Regions from separate parts of the Sus scrofa genome. Here region 2 is linked to region 1. The links are chromatin contacts, called in public HiChIP or PLAC-seq maps. All regions are on one chromosome and are shown on one strand. The core of a region is the stretch at or near the end of the contact, and the rest is flanking DNA. Distances in the headings are between cores, read along the strand shown.

Region 1 (5,801 bases), core at 263-2,762:
AATAGCACAAAGGTGGATAAAAGACAAAGCACACTTCCAGGCATCTTGGTAATCTTAGTCACAGCTTTAAGTCTAAAGTCAGATATTTTAACCTAAAGCCCAGTATTCTTCTATCAAAACTTCCTTGATAATCCAAAATATCTGAAAAGAAGACCACTGTACCTTACTGCAAAAGCACTCTTAAAACACTTTTTGAAAATAAATGAAATATTATTAGTTTTAATTTTTACAGTAATGCAAACTAATAATTAAAATGCATTGTCAAAATGTACTAAGAATTAATAAAAGATAAAAATTAAAGTTGTCTTCAATGTAAAAATGGTAGTTATTCAGAAACAGATCATGGGCATGGAGGGAAGACTTGAGTTTGCCAGGGGGAGGGGGGAGAGAGGGGGGATGACAGGGAGTTGGGGGTTGGTAGGTACAGACCATTGTATTTAGAATGGATGATTGATGGGATCCTGCTGTACAGCCCAGGGAACTGTGTCTGGTCTCTTGGGTTAGGAAAAAAAAAAAAGAATGGGCGTGTATGGGTGGCTGGGTAACCTTGCTATACAGCAGAAATTGAAGGAACATTGTAAATCAACTATAATTTTAAAAAAGTTTTAAAATGGTAGTTATTTATAAATAAATAGATTCTTCAAAATATAAGATAGGGAAGAGATTAGAGAACTAATATTTATTGAACATCCACTTGGTGAGATGCTAGATCGAGTACTCACAAACTCTTATCAGGGAGAAATGACTACACTCACTGTACAGATGAGGAATCTACCTCTGAAGGGACAGAGCAGAGATTTAAACCCAAAGATGCTATAGTTAACAGAGGGAGCACAGAGAACTATGCCTTTTCTATATCATGCTGCCTCCAGAATACTTTTTTTTAAAATCCCCTAACATGGCTTAAATAGCACATACCCACTTATCAGGAAATTTACATTTATGTGTGAATTTGTTCTTAGACTCTTTTTTTTTTTTTTCTTTTGCAAATGGTGCAAGAATGCAGTCTAAAAATTATCACAGGTGTCGTTTTCAAAAAACAAGACTTCTTTAAAGACTTGCTACTCAAAGCATGATCACAGACGAGCAGCAACAGTATCACCTGGAAGCTTGATAGAGATACGTAACATGAAAGGACTATTCTAAAATTGTTAGCTAAGGAAACTAGAAAAAAAATAATAAAATTGAGCACTTTAAAAGACACAGAAAATTATGGTGGAAAGCAATCTAAAATACCCTTCTCATCATGGTTTCCTCTACTTTAGCCCAGTAGTTTTCATGCTTCCCTCCACCACTCCCAACAGACTTGCCAGCTATGAAAGGGAGAAAAATTGTGAACAGTATTCCACCAGCTGAAGACATATTCTGAAGGGAATCCTCTTTTGTTTTTTTTTTTTTTTTCCTGTCCTTACCTCTGTGTTTTTCTTCTACCATACCATATACCTAGCTCTGGTCTTTCCTTCCACTCTCTCCCATAAGCACTGTTGAGAAATCCCCTGCTTCTGTACTCTACTGTTTTTCTCATGCATGAGGAATTAAAGAAAGATTTCCTGTTTGGAGAGTTGAGGTGATAATGACTGATAATGACTTCCTGGTTTGTGCTTTTATACATTTATTCCTCTCCTGAGAAGCATATACATTTGGCCCACTATTCAGATCAGGTCTATTGAGAGTTATATTCCGAATAAGGTTAAAAATGATTCTTCTAAGGCACATAGCATTGTATTCATTTTTATAAATAAGGAAGTAGAGAGTCAGAGAAGTTAAGTAACTTATTCTAACTTGGTTAATGACAGAGCTGTAGGACTAGGATAGAAATCAAGATCTTTTCATGGGTAGTTTTCCTTCCCCCCGCCCCCATAAATTTTTTTAAAACTTTTATTGTGTTTGTATTTTGTTTTTTGGCTGCCCTATAGCATATGGAGCTCCCAGGCCAGGAATTGGATCTGAGCCACAGCCTCGAACTAAGTCACAACTGTGGTAATGCCAGATATTTAACCCATTGTGCCAGGCCAGGGATCAAGCACATGTCCCAGTGCTCCCAAGATGATGCCAATCCCTTTGGGCCACAGCAGGAGCTAGTGTAAATTTTTAAAAATGTTTTTATTATAGTTGATTTACAATGTTCTATCAATTTCTGCTTTACAGCAAACTCGTTATATATATATATTACATATATACACACTCACATTCAGTTTTATACATATACATACATATGCATACATATACATACATATGCACATACATTCTTTTTTTCACATTATCCTCCATCATGTTCCATCACAAGTGATCAGATATAGTTCCTTGGGCTATACAGCAGGACCTCATTTTTTAACCACTCCAAGTACAATAGTTTGCATCTGCTAACTCCAGGCTCCCAGTCTATCCTACTCCCTCCCCTTCCTCCTTGGCAACCACAAGTATGTTCTCTATGTCCATGAGTTTGCTTCTGTTCTGTAGATAGATTAATCCGTGCCATATTTTAGATTCCACATATAAGTGATATCATATGGTATTTGTGTTTCTCTTTCTGGCTTACTTCATTTAGTATGAGAGTCTCTAGTTTGATCCACGTTGCTTCAAGTGGTACCAGTTTGTTCTTTTTATGGCTGAGTAGTATTCTGTTGTATATACGTACCACATCTTCTTAACCCATTCATCTTAGATTGTTTCCATGTCTTAGCTATTATGAGTAGTGCTGCAATGAACACAGGGGTGTATGTAACTTTTTCAATGAAAGTTTTGTCTGGATATATGCCCAGGAATGGGATTGCTGAATCATATGTTAGTTCAATATGTAGTTTTCTGAGGTATTCCCATACTGTTTTCCATAGTGGTTTTATCAATTTACATTCCCACCAACAGTGTAAGAGGGTTCCCTTTTCTCCACACTGTCCAGCATTTATTATTGGTAGACTTATTAATGATAACCATTCTGACCAGTGTGAAGTGGTACCTCATTATAGTTTTCATTTGAATTTCTCTAATAATTAGTGATACTGAGCATTTTTTTCATGTGCCTGTTGGCCAACTATATGTCTTCTTTGGTGAAACGTCTATTAAGATATTTTGACCATTTTTCAATTGGGTTTTTTGGGGGTTTTTGCTGTTGTATGAGTTTTTTGTATATTTTAGAGATTAAGCCCTCATCAGTTCCATCATTTGCAACTATTTCCTCCCATTCCATAGGTTGTCTTTTTTTTTAATGGTTTCTTTTGCTGCAAAAAATCTTGTAAATTTGATGAAGTCCTTCCTCTCTCTCTCTCCCCTTCCCTTGCATTGTATTGTGTGTGTGTGCATGTGTGTATCTATTTGGTTACTTGTGTGGCTTATGAGAGAAATCAAACATTATCTCTACCTCTAGAAGTGTGCACATTAATTCAGAAAATACTGAGACAGAAAGTAATTAAAAGTAAACTATTGCCTTTGGAATGGATAAGCAATGAGATCTTGCTATGTAGCACTAGGAACTGTATCTAGTCCCTTATGATGGAGCATGATAATGTGAGAAAAAAGAATCTATACATGTATGTGTAACTGGGTCACCATGTTGTACAGTAGAAAATTGACAGAACACTGTAAACCAGCTATGATAAAAATAAAAATCATTATTAAAAAAAGCGAAACATCCAAAAAGACTATAATACAAAATGGTTCTACTCATACAATTCCCTTCCAAGTATGAGGTTTGTACTGGGGCTAGAGGTCAGTCTGCAACCAGGAATTAAAGCCCAGTTGGGGGGATTTTACTTTGATCTCTGGTGCACACCCAACGTACAAGCCCTGTACCTCTGTCTTCCTCCATAGATGGAAGGGGACCGGGGACCAGTTACCAAGATAATGCTGGCTGTTTCTTATCTAAATTTCACCTGACATTTCTCAGGCACCTTCAACCAGCTCCAGCACCACTGCCCCCTTGGTCTTTCTGAATATGGCCCTAGTGGAATATCATCCCTGCCACAGTCTAACAGTGGATGCTACTGCCCATTGCACAAGCCCAGATATTTTCTGGGTCATGCCAGGTCCTCCCTGCTTCCATCACATATGCTTACACACTCACTCTAACACTTTTATACCCTGATGATGATGTTACTCTCTTCTACTTCATAATGTGTACTTAATTTCTTTTTCCTCTTTATTGTTTGTTTCTGGCTAAGGCATTTTAGGATATGCTGTTTCTGCCACAAAATAGAGGGTAAAGGAGGGAGTAAGCAATCTGCATATTTGATACAGAGTTAACATGTATATTCTGTGTGGATGAGGACAGTGAAGGCTGATGAAGTGGATTGGTGGGCAGAAGATTCTGCTTATAAATTCTCCTTACATCTTCTTGGGCAGACAATAATTCTTCCCTTTGAGTTTGTTCTATTAACAAGTGATTAACATTAATTTCAATTTGGTTATGCAAAAGGATGATTAATGAAAATTTCTTATGAAGAAAACATCAGGATCAGATTCTTGTCACCAGACGGGTTATTTCTCAACACATTTGAAGGTGAAAGTTAGATTTTTTTAATTGGTGAATTTTATTACCATCATATCCTGGTTGTGATATTATACTAATTTAGCATAATGTTATCATAGGGGTAAACTGGGAATTGTGCATAAGGATCTCTGTGTTATTTTGTACACTTGTATGTGAATCTATAATTATTTAAATAAAAGTTTCAATTAAAAAATTGAAAGTCAGGTCTATATCCTGAATCTTGAAGATGATAAATTTAGGATGATGAAAAGAAAGTTGGTTGCCAACTTACAAAACTTACTAGACTGATTTCAGAAGCTTAAACACATGGATAGAATAAAATAATCTGAGATATTATTATATACATGATCTGTCTATTAGAAATACCTCTAAATAATTAGGATATTATGTATTTCATCACTACAACTAAATTTTAGGGGAATTCACACCCTTTCAAAAATGTTCTTTAGTGCCTCTTACAGAGATTTAACATTGTATTGGGAAATTAGTGATTGTCATTTCTGATATCAGTCACTGGAAAAAATTTTTAACAAATCCATCACCTCACATGGTAACTGGTTTAAATTAGTGAACTTCAAGTATACAATACAGTATTAATTAACTATAATCATCGTGCTGTACATTAGATCATTAGATCCTCAGAACCCCAGAACCTACTCATAACTGAAGGCATGTGCCCTTTGACTAGAATCTCCCCGTTTTCCCCACATTTAAATCCCTGATAATCACCGTTCTATTCTCTGTTTCTATAATTTTGACTTTTTTTCCCTTATATTCCACATATAACTGATACTGTGCAACATTCGCTTTTCTCTCTCTGTTCTATTTCATGTAGCATAATACCTTCCAGGTTCATCCCTATTGTCACAAGTGACAGTTATGTCCCCTCTTTTTAAGGCTGATTAATGTTACATTGCATGTATATATCATGTTTTCTTGATCCATTCATCCATTGACACACTCTTAGTTTTTTTCCATAGCTTGGCTATTGTGAATAATGCTTGTGAACATGAAAATACAGGTATCTCTTCAAGATAATAGTTTCATTTCCTTTGGATATATACTTAGAAGTAGGATTACTGATTCATGTGGTAGTTCTAGTTTTAATTTCTTGAGGAATCTTCATACTGTTTTCCATAATGGTTTTACTAGTTTACATTCCCACCAACAGTGTACAAAGCTTTCCTTTTCCCCATATCCTTGCCAGCATTCATTACCTCCTTTCTTTGATAATAGCCATCCTAATAGGTATGAGGTAATATTGTATCATGATTTTGACTTGCATATCCTTGATGATTACTAATGTTGAGCACTT
Region 2 (5,673 bases), core at 184-2,683, 130 kb before region 1:
TCTATATGGAGTTCTTGGAAGTAAGATACTGTAACCACCACTACACTTAACCTTAGAGATATATGAATTTTCTCTTAAGGCCAGATGTAATACAGTCAAGCTACAACTTTAAAGAGGACTTTGTTATATGTCAAGGGAGAACAGTAAGAACATGAGCAGAGAACATATCAATAAGTAAAATTCATCTGACTCTCAAAGTACATAATTGTGCTGCAGGTAGCTGGTGCCTGGGTTCGCAGACCTAATCCTAACATCTGAGCTGTTTACCAGAGGCTGATCCAGCTTCATGTGTGATCCTGCTCAGGTTTCTAACTTCCTCACTATTGGCCTCACTATGTATAGCACCACTGTAAACTCTGGCCCCTTTGGAATTCCTTCTTAGGCTTTCAGTAACTGTCAGCGTAAGAGTTTAATTCAAGTTCTATTCAGGAGATCCCATCTCTGGAAGTGTTTCTCAAAGTCTGACTAAGGAACCCTCTACATTAGAATCACCAAGGAAGGAGTTCCCATCGTGGCTCAGTGGTTAACGAATCCGACTAGGAACCATGAGTTGCGAGTTTGATTCCTGGCCTTGCTCAGTGGGTTAAGGATCTGGTGTTGCTGTGAGCTGTTGTGTAGGTTGCAGATGCATCTTGGATCCCACGTTGCTGTGGCTCTGGTGTAGGCCAGCAGCTACAGCTCTGATAAGACCCCTATCCTGGGAACCTCCATGTGCCAAAAAAAAAAAAAAAAAAAAAATGGAACCACCGAGGAAGACTACATAAAATGCATATTCCTAGGCCTTAAGGTATTATGATTCAGTAAGTCTGGTGTGGCACCCGGGAATCTGCATTCAAACCAATTTCCCAAATTATTATGATCATGATAAAAATGGAAAAAACTATTTAGGAATACTTTTAATTTTTCTAAAACTAGTAGAAAGGATAGCATATCAATTATGTCGTCTTGAAACTAATATCATATAAATACTGTTCCTCACAAATGCATATATAGTTATTATTTCAAACTTTTAAATCTGGCTTTTAACTACAATTCTATAAGCCATTTTCCATATTCTATTTCTTAACCAAACATACACTTTTTTTTTTTTAACCCAGAAGAATAGATATAATACTACAGAATATCTGTTTTATTCTTGGCTTCAAAGAGTTCTAGTTGAAATCCAAATATACATTTCTTTATAAAAACAGAGTGTCACAAGAAGAAACAAATGAAAACATATTTCTGATGCCAAACATAGACTGTTAGTGAAAATAATTTTGTTTTTTTCAGTAAACTCTAACAATTTCTAAACATATTCAGAATCAGGATGCTAACACATTAGAAGTAAGATGACTAAAAATAAAAAGGAGAAGTATCACAAGAAGTAACCCATCCACATGCCAAGGTCACTCCCACCCACAACAGAGTAAGAAAGTCCCTCCTGTTCCAAAATATCATCCCCACCCATTTAGTCACCCCATTCAGCCACCCACTGCCTTCTGTTTATACATCACATTAATTTATTCACATTTATGGCTGCTGCAACTTTAAACCATTATGTGGAAGGAGTAGCATATAAACCATTGTGCACACTTTTACTAGAATATGTAACAATGTATGTCCATCAGTATTGGAATAACCAATGTAATGATACTAAGGTCAGATCAGTTTCAGTGGGTAGGAGTTTGTCTTGAGTTGGATTCTATTTATTTGAGGTCATATCAGATGCATCACAGGTAGGTCAATGGGGAAGTGAAACAGAGAGAAAAGTAAGAGGTTGTGATAATGAGCAATTTACTAATGTGGCAACTGGGTGACCGCAGAATCTTCTTAGGTGACCTCAATTAAGGTGTGAGGAGCTAGGGTATTTATTTACCAACTCCTGCCATCATTGTTTGAGGGATATTCCAGGGGCATTATCTCCCCACAAGCACTTCCAATGTTCCACTTGCGTGGAGGTGAGTGGCTTGAGGGTCAGGGGCTCAAAGGAGAAAGCCATCAATGTGTAAGAAACTGATGAGTGCTGAGGGGACATGGGTTAGGTTCCACCTGTGTCTGCTGCAGGCCACTCTGCATCATTCAGATCCCCTTGGGCCCTATGTTTAGTTGACTCAGTCGTATCATTGATTCTTCAAGATGAGTCATTCATTAGAACTTCAACAGAGAAAAGAAAGAAGACAACAGTAAGGTTGGTGGGGCAAGATACAGTTTTCCCTGGTACTGTTGGCCTTAAAGTTATAAGGGATAATTATCGTCTTCATTGTCTACCACTTGTTAAGTAGTTTGGCTTGGTATGGTAACCTAGACCTTCATTCCTGAGGAGTCTGAACTTTTGATTACTATGGTCTTATTAGACTGAGACTGCTTAAATTTTCTGTTCTTGATTATTACCATTACAAAATCAATAAAAAGTGACCCAATGACCCAGTGGATTTCCTGAGTTCCAGATATGTTCTTCCCTTTTGACATTAAATATTAGCAATCCTATCTCCTATCTCCTGCTGGTAATCAGTGCCAATTACTCCTCCCATAAGTGAACTCTTCTTTACCTCTTAGTCAGCATGTAAAGTCCGAAATGACTATATGGAAGTCATAACTTGAAGTAAGAGAATCTCAAAAAGATGGTTGATGAGTCCTGGAAGTTCCCAAGACTATTTTAGGGGGCTCACGAGGTCAACTATTTCTAAGTACCCATCTGTGAGAGACTATATCCTTTTTATATGCTTCAACCAAAGCATCCTCTTAAAATAGATTGAATTCTGAAGGAGACATGAGATATGCAAAGATGTAAAACAATGCCATTCTCCCAATACATTTTTTGGGGAGAGATATTTATATTCTTAATTAAATGTGTTGTTTAACATGTAATGTGTTTGCTAATGTGTTGTTTAATATGTAATGTGTTTGCTAATGTGTTTGTTATTATTTTTAATAAATTAATAAATACTTTAAAATTCTTTAGTTTGATAGAACCCAAGTAGACATTACTCCATAGAAGACATGCATGTGGCCAGCAGACAGATGAAAAGATGTTCAACCTCACTAAGCATCAGGGAAATACAAATCAAAACCACAATGAGACATCACCTCATAGCTGTTAGAATGGCTGTTGTAAAAAGACAACAAATAATAGGCATCGGCAAGGATATGGAGAAAAGGGAATCCTCATGTACTGTTGGGAATGTAAATTGGCCTGGCCAGGAAGATCATCTTGCTGATCAACACTGGTGCTGCAGTACCCTAGCAAAGTGCTCTAGCAATCTGTGGACAAGGAATGTTGCCTGCCACCCCAGGTCTATAAGGATTAAGCTCTTATCTGCTGCAGCTGCCCATTGATGGTGGGTGCATCCTGAGGAAAATTCAGGATGGAGAAAAATAAGAAGCATATTGTGCTTTCAGTACTGGCCCTAAATAGTCATGATGCATATCTAAGGAATAATTTCAGTGAGCCCAGACTATAGCATCTTCCAATACATAGAAAAGCTCTAAAATCATTAACTTAAGATGTTTGCTCTTTGTGATTAGCAGTAATCTTTTGATGTTTGATTACATGTTTTTCTTCCAACCAAAAACTCCTATATACCCTGTCTGCTCCTCCACTTCTTCAGAGCAGTTTCTTAGACCTCTGTGAGAGGCTTCTCCCAGGCTATATTCCTCAGTAAAATCTCTGAATAAAACTTAACTCATGGCAGAGGGGCATGCTCAAAATGGCACAATAGGAATAGGTGAAGCTCTCCTCTTCCCCAAAACACATAAAAAATACATCTACATGTGGAACAATTCTCATGGAAAACTAACTGGAAATTGGAACAAGAACTCCTTTACAACCAAAACTGTAAGAACTGTTTGGGTAGGACATCAAAAAAAAGGGGGGGGGGCACTGAATTGGGACCTATGCCCTTGGTTGCATTGGAAGGAATCAGTGAAAGAAGAGAATGTCCATGCAGGGAGGGGAGGACTCTCACCCTGAGAAATGAGCAGACTGACCCACAATCTAGGAACCCCAGTTCTGGGATCCCGAGCAGAGGAGACAACCTCTCTTGCCTACTAGGAAATCTGCAGATACAGATAAAAGGGCCAAAGAAGTCTAGACTCTACTCGTGAGGAGTGTATGCACACTGGCTTGCCAACAATCAGGGCGGAGAGAGCTTTGCATTTGCAGCTGCTGCCTCACCACACCTCACAAACCAAAGGGGCAAACATCTTGGCCTGGCTCACTCCACACCACAGCCCAGCACGAGATCTGGACAAAGATCTGGTCTAGCTGTGTAAAGACAGACCAGAGTACCTGGGATGTGGTTCAGGAAGAACCGCAGAGACCATTATCAGTGCATTCATGGCACAGTGGGTTGAAAGAATGTGCAGTAACTAGGTCCTGGCTGACTCTCTGGTAGAAAGTCCCTGGGAGAGGACTCAATCTAGCTACACAGAAATAGCCTGGAGGGCCTTAGGGGTGATCCAGGTGGAGCTGCAAAGCCCATTGTCATAGCACACACCAGGCAGCATCACAACAGGATGTGGAGGCTTAGCACTGAATTGGGGTCCAGACAGACCCTGGGTGAGGTCTGACACAGAGGCAACCCAGAGCTTAAGCAGCAGCACAGCAACCTCAATTCTTGCAGCCGCAATGCCCTGATGCACAACCCCAGCCTACTCTTGCACTAGATCTGTGACAAACAAAACAAAGAAAAGGACATGACCTTGGGTTGCTTCTGAGCAGAGCTGCAGATGCCTACACAGGTAGCGGATAGGTCCTCCGTGCCCCATGGGTCTCGCTTTCTTCAGCAGTCACCTCTTTTGGGGCAGGGCTTGCAGTCATGGGGAGTGGAGCCTGATCAAACCTGACCCCCAGAGCTTCTATACTAACAATCAGAAAACAGACTCCACCCCTGACAGTGCAGAAACAGGGAGCAGAGAGTAAGTCCCACCTCATATTCTGCACAGACTTTAAACGCCCCAACAAAAACCACACACCCTATCAAAGGGGATAACTGTCAGCACACTCTGCTTGGCATTCATAATGAAACCGGCCCTCATACCAAAAATACTGGACACACACAATCTACACAGGGATGCTCCCACATACAACACTCCTTCAAGACTATAGTAGTTAACTCTTTTTGTTAAAGTCATAGAAACAGAGAAATTTAAGCAAAATGAAAAGGCATAGAAACTACACTCAATTAAAAGAATAAGAGAAATCCTCTGAAAGAAAAATTAATGAAACAGACCTTATCAGTCTACTAATTTGGATTCAAAAAGGTAATAAAAATGCTGAAGGAGTTAAGGAAGATTATTGATGGAAATGCAGATCACTGTAACAAGGAATTAAAAACTATGAAAATGAATTTAAAAAACAATTGCTGAGATAAAAACATTTAGAAACAATGACTAACAGACTAAATGACACAGAAAAACAAGTGATCTGGAAGATAGAATAATTGAAATCACTCAGAATAGCAGACAGAAAAAAATGCAAGAAAAAACGATCTTACAAGATCTATGGGGTAATATAAAGCATGTCCACCTATGCATAATAGGGGTTCCAGAAGCAGATAAAAGAAGGAATCAAAAACATATTTGAAGAAATGATGACTGAGAACTTCTCAGATCTATAGAAGAAAACTGATATCCTGGTACAGGAAGCACAGAAGGCCCCAAATAGGATAAACCCAATCAGATCCACAAAAA

Evidence for each region. HiChIP or PLAC-seq counts read pairs in DNA pulled down with a chosen protein or histone mark.
Region 2: an H3K27ac HiChIP or PLAC-seq map of alveolar macrophages shows a contact between it and region 1. The contact joins two enhancer-like sites. A contact is called at or near these places in 1 of 47 Hi-C or Micro-C datasets (epiblast stem cells) and 1 of 2 datasets of contacts at active chromatin or transcription factors (alveolar macrophages).

The regions. Positions count from the first base shown.
Region 1 is chr13:146,997,067-147,002,867 of Sscrofa11.1, reverse strand. No RefSeq gene overlaps it. Among named protein-coding and RNA genes, the nearest start is that of CD200R1L, 25 kb to the left of the region's middle. Within about 2 kb of position 1,512, at least 3 of the 83 cell types and tissues checked have an H3K27ac peak or open chromatin away from gene starts, as enhancers often do. A contact at or near this core is called in alveolar macrophages, where this site is marked.
Region 2 is chr13:147,130,476-147,136,148 of Sscrofa11.1, reverse strand. No RefSeq gene overlaps it. Among named protein-coding and RNA genes, the nearest start is that of CCDC80, 70 kb to the left of the region's middle. Within about 2 kb of position 1,433, at least 2 of the 83 cell types and tissues checked have an H3K27ac peak or open chromatin away from gene starts, as enhancers often do. A contact at or near this core is called in alveolar macrophages, where this site is marked.